Regions from separate parts of the Pan troglodytes genome. Here region 2 is linked to region 1. Evidence: chromatin contacts called from public Hi-C data. All regions are on one chromosome and are shown on one strand. The core of a region is the stretch at or near the end of the contact, and the rest is flanking DNA. Distances in the headings are between cores, read along the strand shown. Region 1 has its middle 160 kb from the start of MAF. Region 2 holds the start of MAF (MAF bZIP transcription factor).

Region 1 (4,224 bases), core at 1,339-3,838:
GTTCCCAGAATTCAAGGCCAAAGCCCTAGATTTAGGAAAACAGGTACCTTCTGTGGTCAAATAGATGCGGTCAATAGTGAAATCTTCTTTAAAGCTACTATTCATTGAGCTTGTACTATGTCCCAAGACTTCATGTACATTCTAGTCATTCATGCCTTACAACCAGGCCATGAGGTAGATGCTATTGTTTTCATCTGCATTTCCCAAGAGGAAACTGAGGCTCAGGAAGCTGGAACTGTCTGCTCAGGGTCACACAGCTGGCCAGTGGCAGTTTTAGTCCACTTCTCAGGGCATTTCTATGTTCTCCCCAAATTCATCTTTCAAGTCCCTACACCAGGAGTTGATGGCTTTACAAGCCAGTCTCCCCCAGTTCAAGCCGGGACGTGCATTTGTCTTGACCATATCCTTCGTTATTTGTCCATGTAGATTCCATACTTCGTAGCTAAAAAGCATGAACTTGAACTTGAACAAAGGCTTTTTCTCCAGGGACTCAGAGAGGAGTCTGCTAAAGCATGTGAGGAAAGCTTGGCCTTCAATTCACAGGTAAGGGACCTGCTCTTTGGAAAATTTATTAGCAAGAAGGGTGCAGGAAGCCAAAACCAAAAGCCCTGTGATTTTAGGCATGCGGTTGGAGAAAATTTCACCCAGTCATGTGCAAAACCTATGACTTAATTTGTAAAAAGAGCAAAGTCTGTGAGAAATGAGATTCATTTATTTTTATTATTTATTTATTTGAAACAGAGTCTAGCTCTGTCACCCAGGCTGGAGTGCGGTGGCATGATCTCGGCTCACTGCAACCTCTGCCTCCCAAGTTCAAACAATTCTCATGCCTCAACCTTCCAACTAGCTGGGACTACAGGTGCTCACCACCACACCCAGCTAAGTTTTGTATTTTTAGTAGGGATGAGGTTTTGCCATGTTGGCCAGACTGGTCTTGAACTCCTGACCTCAGGTGATCTGCCCGCTTCAGCCTCCCAGTGCTGGGATTACAGGTGTGAGCCACCGCATCTGGCTGAGATTAATTTATTTTTAAAATAGGTCATTTTAAACAACATTTGCAAAACACCTACTGTGCATCAGACATGTACGTTAACGCTTCTCAAATAACACTGCCGATGACCCATTGGGAACTGGGGTGCCAATTACACAAGAAAAGTGCTTCTCTTGCTTTCTTCTCACTGCTGCTTATTTTTACACCAAAGGGTTATTTATCATTTTGTTCACTAGACTTGACTGTAACTCACTTTTCTGGGTTTCACCAAATTGAGTTCACTTCTAAAGAGCTTGTTGGTTGCAAAGACATTTAAAAGGGAGACCCTTGGGCTAACCTTTCCCTTCCCACATGTCACACTTTATATTTGTCGGTTTCACTGGTCGTCTTCCCCTAAGATGACTTGATGCCCTCTTGGAAACATGGGCTGGGTCTCCACCTTGGCATCTCCAGCACTCCACCATGCCATGCAGGACCCAGCATCTGGAGAGTCTGCACACACAGGCTCGACGCTGCAACACTTAGCGCAGGCAGGCTTTTGACTGTCTTGGGCAAAGTCTCCCAAGGTGCCTGTTTTCTAAATGGCTGATACTCCTTTGAAAGTGAGAGATCTGACTGTTTGTTCAGAAATCCCGCACTTCAGAGTCACAAGCAGGGCTGTTTTCAGAAATAGTTTGAACGTGCATGAAATGGTCATGTATCCCCCACACTGTTAATAACCTCGGCATCTGCCCTGCCCACTCTCAAGGCATGTGTTAAAGACTAAAATGGGAGAAAGCTGTGTGTGTGTGTGTGTGTGTGTGTGTGTGTGTGTGTGTGTGTGTGTGTGTGTATGCATTTCTGTATATTTTACAGACAGGAGTAAGGAAGAGAGCATGCCGTAAGGAAACCAAATGGACACTTTGCTGTCATCTTGGCTTGTGTTGCAATCCTAGCTCTCCTTCTTGCAAATTACATGTCATCCAAGATTAAATAATCCCCCGTGTAAAATGGGAACATGAAGACGTACATTACAGGTGTAAGAGAACCCCAGGCTGCACAACCACTGTGTGGCCTGTTTGAGATTGTACAGGTGTGGGACATAGCCACACATCCTGCTTGAAATGCTTCAAGAATGTCTCAACTTCATTAAAGTCGGGCTGATGGGACTTTGCATCCCATTTTACAGTGAGGGAGACAAAGGTGGTTGAGGAGGTACCCAGAGCCAGCCACTGCACATTCCACCCATGTAGTCCCCCAAGGAGGCCTGTGTGCCCCCTCATTTTACAGCTGAGGAAAGGACACCTCCGAGAGCTCATGCCGGTCACCCAGCTTCACCGTGGAGGGGACTGGCCTCTGAAAACCCTGGCATTACTCTCTGCTAGCTTCCAGAGCACGAGCTTCTCGGCCATGACATTCACTAAGTTCACTGAGAGAAACCGTAGGCTGGCATTGGGCAGGCTCAATCCTAGCACTTCCTTTTCACTCCCTCACAATAGAAACTTCTGCCTTGGCTGGGAAGGGGGTTCCCACATGCTGAGACGTGGGCCGCATTCCCCTTTCACCTAGAGTGGGACACAGGCCAGGCGGGAGGTTTCCGCCTCTGCAGGGGCTGCTGGCCTGGGCTTCTAGGAGGCCTGTTTGTGGAGACAGGAGTCGGCCCCAGGGCACCGGGAAGCCGGGGCTACTACTGAGCATATTTCTGGGGCTGGAATGCCATCCCTTGGAGAGCCTGTCTCTTAGAGACGCCAGGTCTGAGCAGGCTTTAGAAAACAGCAGAGGCCCCGTGGCGTTGGGGGGGCAGGGGAAAGAGAGTGGGGGCAGGAGGTTCCCACATGCCAAGCTACAAGGCCCTTTGTGGGGGGTTCCCTCAGGCATTTCCAATTACAGGAGTTATTTCTGCCCCACAGATTATGTGGTTCCTGCACTTGGCGTGAGGAATGAATCGAGTCATTATTAACTCAGCAGTGTCAGCCCTGGGACCAGAGGCACCCGTTTGGAGGTAGAGCAGTTAATACACGGGCGGATTAGGTGGCTCTTGGGCTTCGCCACAATTAGAAACTCAGGACGTTTGAAATATTAACTGGGGCATGTGGGTAAGAGACAGTGCCCGGCTTCACTGCCAAGGAGATAACAGCCTGGAGGAGGCTGCAGAGAATTATGTAAGGAACGGGGCAGTGGGAAGTGGCATTTGCTGGGTACTTATTTTGCGTCAGTGGCTCCTGCAGACATTCCTCACTTTATCTTCCCGGGAACCTCGAGGACAGGATTGTTTCCTCCATTTCACAGAGGAGGGAAGGGGGCGGAGCTCAGAGAGGGCGGATCAGTTTTCTAAGTCTGCACAGCCAGCGAGGACGTGCAGAGGCTGCCTTCTCTTGGCACGTCCTCCGTCCTTCCCTGAGCCCTGGATGATCCCTGCCCATGTCCCAGAGGCTTTGAGATGCTAATGAAAAGAAGCGCTAGGAAGAAATAAAAGGAAAGCAATAATGATCACAGTAACTGGTATTTTTCAAGCACGTATTCCATGTGTGTGCTCTGCCACACTTCACAGACACCACTTTTCATCCCTGGGACCGTCCAGGGAGGTAGGTAGAATTAATTATTGTCCTCATCATGTGAGAGACTGAGACATCCTAAGATTAACAATTACATCGAAAGAGCCATAATCAAGCTTGACTTCAGGCCTGTCCACCTCCAAAGCCCCTTCTATCTTAAAGATACTGTCGTGTCCCCTAGCTCCAAGAGGCAGAGGCAGGGATTGAGTCTGGGCTTTGCACATCCTAATCTAGGGCACTGCACTTTGCAGCACTGCCTTGCGTTCATTCATCGTTCATTTACGTACCAGGAATAAGAGTGTATTAAGCAGTTCTTTGCACTGTGCCTGCACAAGTCCACCTCTTTCACCATCCCTATCGTCCTATGGGGTAGGTACTTACTTTTTTTTTTTTTTTTTTTTTGTTGAGACGGAGTCTTGCTCTGCCACCCAGGCTGGAGTGCAGTGGCTCAATCTTGGCTCACTGCAAGCTCTGCCTCCCGGGTTCATGCCGTTCTCCTGTCTCAGCCTCCCTAGTAGCTGAGACCACAGGCGCCCGTCACCATGCCCGGCTAATTTTTGTATTTTTAGTACAGACAGGGTTTCACCTTGTTAGCCAGGATGGTCTCAATCTCCTGACCTCATGATCCACCCACCTCGGCCTCCCAAAGTGCCGGGATTACAGGTGTGAGCCACCGGCGCCTGGCCAGCACTTAATATT
Region 2 (4,251 bases), core at 780-3,279, 160 kb after region 1:
AACACCAGTTCATGAACTGAAGGGGAAGAAGAAGAAAAAATATGTGAATGATGCAGGCTTCAAAGGTGATCAGCGTTTCACATGAAGAACTCTGCTGAGATCATTGAACATTGTGCAAGTCCGGGGGTGGGGGTGGGGGTGTAAAAAAAAAAAAAAAAAACAAGCTAGCAAGTTATGGAGAATTTCAGATTGGCAATCCATGAGCCAGACACCCATTCCCTCCCCAGTTTAAAACAGCCACCACCACCACAAACTCGAGCAGGGTGTGGGGTGTGTGTGTGTGTGTGTGTGTGGTGTGTGCGTGCGGGTTTGTGTGTGTGTAGGGGGCCAAGGGGGCCAAACTCGGTGGGGGTGGGGGTGGTGAGGTGGTGGCGAGCGTGGCTCTAGAACTAGCAAGCCCACACCCGAGCCGGACCCCCGCGGAGCACTTATCAGGGTGGCTAGCTGGAATCGCGTGTCAGACTCACATGAAAAACTCGGGAGAGGACGGGTTGTCGCTGCTCGAGCCGTTTTCTCGGAAGCCGCTGCTCACCAACTTCTCGTATTTCTCCTTGTACGCGTCCCTCTCGCGCACCAGCCTGGAGATCTCCTGCTTGAGGTGGTCGACTTGCTGCAGCAGCTGGTTCTTCTCCGACTCCAGGACGTGTCTCTGCTGCACCCTCTTGAAGCGGCAGGACTGGGCATAGCCGCGGTTTTTCAGGGTCCGCCTCTTCTGCTTCAGCCGGATCACCTCCTCCTTGCTGACCCCGCGCAGCTGCCGGTTCAGCTCGCGCACAGACATGGTCACCAGCTGCTCGTCGGAGAAGCGGTCGTCGAAGTGCAGGCCGCCGGCGGCGTGGTGCGGGTGCAGGGCGCCCCCCGCCCCCGCCGCGCCCCCGCCGCCTCCGCCGCCGCCGCCGCCGCCGCCGCCCCCAGCGCTGGCCGGGCCACCGCCGCCCGCGCCCCCAGCGCCACCGGCCGAGGCGGCCGCGCTGCCCGCGGCGCCGGGCGCGCCGGCCGTCGGGTGGTGGTGGTGGCCGGCGGCGTGGTGGTGGTGGTGGTGGTAGTGCGGGCCCGCGCCGCTCTGCGCGGCGGCCGCGGCGATCACGGCGGACACCACGGCGGCGGCGGGGCCCATCTCCTCGCCGCTGCCGCCCAAGGAGGCGCCGGCACCAGCCCCGGCCGCCGCGGCCAGCTGCTGCGCCCCGCGCGCGTAGCCATCGAAGCCGCCCTGGAGCTGGTGGCTGTTGCTGATGAGTGCCTCGACCGCGTCCTCAGGGCTGAAGCCCAGCGCCTCGGGGTTCAGCTGCTGCGGGTAGCCGGTCATCCAGTAGTAGTCTTCCAGGTGCGCCTTCTGCTCGCTGCCCGAGCCCGGGCTGGGCGCCGAGAAGCTGGGGGAAGGGGGCACCGAGCTGCACGGCGTGCTCATGGGGGTGGAGGACAGCGAGCCCCCGGCGATGAGACGGCCGCACTGGCTGATGATGCGGTCGGTCTCCACCGGTTCCTTTTTCACTTCAAACTTCATCAGATCGAAGTCATTAACATATTCCATGGCCAGGGGACTGGTGGGCAGGTCGGAGTTGCTCATTGCCAGTTCTGATGCCATTCTCCTGCCGCCGCCGCCGCCGCCGCTCCGCCAGATGGGCTGCAGGAGAGGGGCCAGCGGGCTGTGCTGGGTGGCCAGCGGGTGAGCCAGCTTGCCGGGCTGGGGCGCTTCTAGCTTGCGCGGCGGTGGCTGGCCCGAAACCTCCGAGCGCGCTCACACACACACCCCCCCGCCCTGCCCGCGCCCCCCGCGCCCGCCCTCCCTCCCCCCTGCTCACGCCAATGTGCTCCCTCGCTCGCCCCGGCCCCTCCTTGCTCGCTCGCCTCCTTGCGCGCCGAGCCGGCGGCTTCAGGCTCGGGAAGATCCTCCGCGAGCTGCGGTGGCGGCGGTGGTGGCTGCGGCGGCGAAGCTGGAGGAGCCCGGCCCGGTGCGCGGCGTCCCCCGCTCGCCGCTCCGCTGCGCGCTTTGCATAAGGAAGGGCTCGCCTCGCCGGCCCGGGCTGCAGGCAGGGCGCGCGCGGCGGCCGCTCGGGGCTGGAGGCGCGGCGGGCGTCTGTCCGGGCGGCGCGGGCCTTGGCACGGGGGAGTTAACACTTCATGCTTCTCGCCTCCTCTTCTGCTTGGCTCTCTTTATTATTTTTTTTCTTTCCTCTCTCTCCCTCGCGCGCTCTCTCCCTCTGTGCAAAGTGCAAGGCAGAGGTGCAGCCCGACTGGAGGAGAGGGAGGGGGGAGTTTAGTTCTTTCTTGCCTTTTTTTAAAAAAGCAAAATAGCGAAGTCCTGGGGAAAGACGAGGCAGAGAGCAAAGGGGGGAGGGGGAGGCCAAGCCGACAAGCAGCCCGAGCTACAGCTCGAAGATGAAAAAAGATTTTAAAGCCTCTGATCCAGCAAGAAGAGTTTAAAGCAATTGCTGAGTTTTATAGCACTCGTGACGTCAGGTCCAAATGAGAAATTGACTGGCACTCCGGGCCAATGGGAGGCAGCGAGAGCGGCCGCGATTAGCATAATAGTATAGAAACAAGGAAACTTTTCGGAGCTGTCAATCAGGGCCCAATCAGCTGACTGTCAGCTGGGACGGGCTGGCTTAACCCTTCCTGCGCCGCTGCCTACCCGGGAGGGAACGAGGCCCGACGCAAAGTTTGGTGTAAGAGGGGAAGGAGTTTTTCCAGAGGGGCTTCGGCAATCCGGGCGGACCTAGGAGGACGGTTTGCTTTTCTTTGGAGCGCGAGACAGGCCTCCCATCCGGAACCCCAGCTCGCTGGGGGCTCACTCGGCTGGGATTGGCCTGATTCCCCTCCCCTGCCTGCCCTCCACCCCCAGGATTGTGAATTCGCCTCCCAGCTTTTCCTCCTCGCACCAACTCTGGTACCCAGGTGTCTGCCGGGGACCTTCCTTCCCTGAGCCTGGCCGTGCCCGGCGCTCAAACTTGGCCCCAACTCTTTGTCCGTCTCTCGGGCGCCCGTGCGGGGAAGGGACCGGGAAGGGAGGGATGCAGTGGGGTGTCCGGATCGGGACTGCGGGCTGGGCGCCGCCCGGCCGTGCGCCTGCCCAGAAGGCTGGGCATCCGTGGAGAGGGAAAGCCCATTTTATCACTCTCTTTACAAGGAGGTAAAATAAGTTGTTTAGAGGCCATTCTTCACGGAGACTGGCTGCCCGCTGGCGTCGCGTGCCCTTGGACAGAGCGAGCGCCTATGCGAGATAACTCCGGGGAAGCTCAAAGTCAGGTCAGCCGGGCTCAGCCTTCCGGCTCCTGACTGGCCGCAGTTTGGCCTTTGAGACTCATATTGCGCGCTCGCTCTCTCTCTCTCTCTCACACACACACACACACACACTCACACTCACCCATCCCCTTACGAAATCTGACCTCTGTTTATCAGGGTCAGGCGCGCCCTTTGCACTTTTACGTTTCCTTTAATTATTTCGGACTTGATCGTGGCAGGGAGCAAGGGGGAAAAACAATACCCCAGCCCTCACCAGCTACCCTCGAAGGGTTAAATTTTAAACCGCGGTTTCTGGAACTAGTCCGGAAACGCAGAGTGGGGGGTGGGGTGGGGGAGGCTGCTCCCCCTACCCCCAGTTGCAAATGCTAATAAGTAGTTTAAATTTCTAGATTGATTCTCTAAAAGTTTATGCAAAAAAAGAAATAAAAAAGAAAAAGAAAAAAAGAAGGAAACCAACAACTAACTCTGTTTCTAAGATTTTAAAGCGATAGGCAAGTCGAAGAAGCAGAGATTTATTTGGAGAGAAAGCTCCTGAAACCGACCCAGCCTTTGGAAGACCAGCCCGTCTGCTTAGAAGTTGGGACTGTTGATTCCTTCAATTAATGAAATGCATTTGGTGTTGTTAATCGTATTTATTTTACTTTATGAGAAGGGGGAGACGCTAGGAGGGTGCATTAAAAAAAAAAAAATTCTGAAAAGCCTGCAAAAGGATCGAAGAGTGGAAACTATTGTTGGAGCGAGTTGGTTTTTACCTCAACAGCGCCACCTTTCGGCAAAGGTCAGTTGAAATTGATCCGTGTCCAGTTTTGTCGATGAAGTGAAAAGCAGCTGGTTACCCAGTGTGGGAGGAGGAAAGAGACACACAAAGTTAGTTTGACTGAAGTGGGAGAACCCGACCCTATAGGAAAGGGGCCGAAGAAAGTGCTGGCAGATGCAGAGATCATTTTTGCCCCTCCTCTTCTCCTTGATTGTTGACAAAGAGGCCAGGGGATACAGACACCCTCGGGG

What was found. A called contact is a pair of places that touch in the nucleus more often than the background predicts.
Region 2: a contact with region 1 is called in a Hi-C map of stem cell-derived neural progenitor cells, with 5 times the contacts expected there. The contact joins the promoter of MAF here to the enhancer-like site in region 1. A contact is called at or near these places in 1 of 7 Hi-C or Micro-C datasets (stem cell-derived neural progenitor cells) and 1 of 1 datasets of contacts at active chromatin or transcription factors (stem cell-derived excitatory neurons).

The regions. Positions count from the first base shown.
Region 1 is chr18:77,580,068-77,584,291 of NHGRI_mPanTro3-v2.0_pri, forward strand. No RefSeq gene overlaps it. Among named protein-coding and RNA genes, the nearest start is that of MAF, 160 kb to the right of the region's middle. Within about 2 kb of position 2,589, at least 10 of the 24 cell types and tissues checked have an H3K27ac peak or open chromatin away from gene starts, as enhancers often do. A contact at or near this core is called in stem cell-derived neural progenitor cells, where this site is marked.
Region 2 is chr18:77,743,661-77,747,911 of NHGRI_mPanTro3-v2.0_pri, forward strand. It overlaps MAF (MAF bZIP transcription factor), which reads right to left and starts at 2,030. Exons shown (of 2, transcript XM_511123.7): 1 at 468-2,030. The coding sequence starts at 1,585. It overlaps LOC104002681 (a long non-coding RNA gene), which reads left to right and starts at 2,518. Exons shown (of 2, transcript XR_008540073.1): 1 at 2,518-4,021.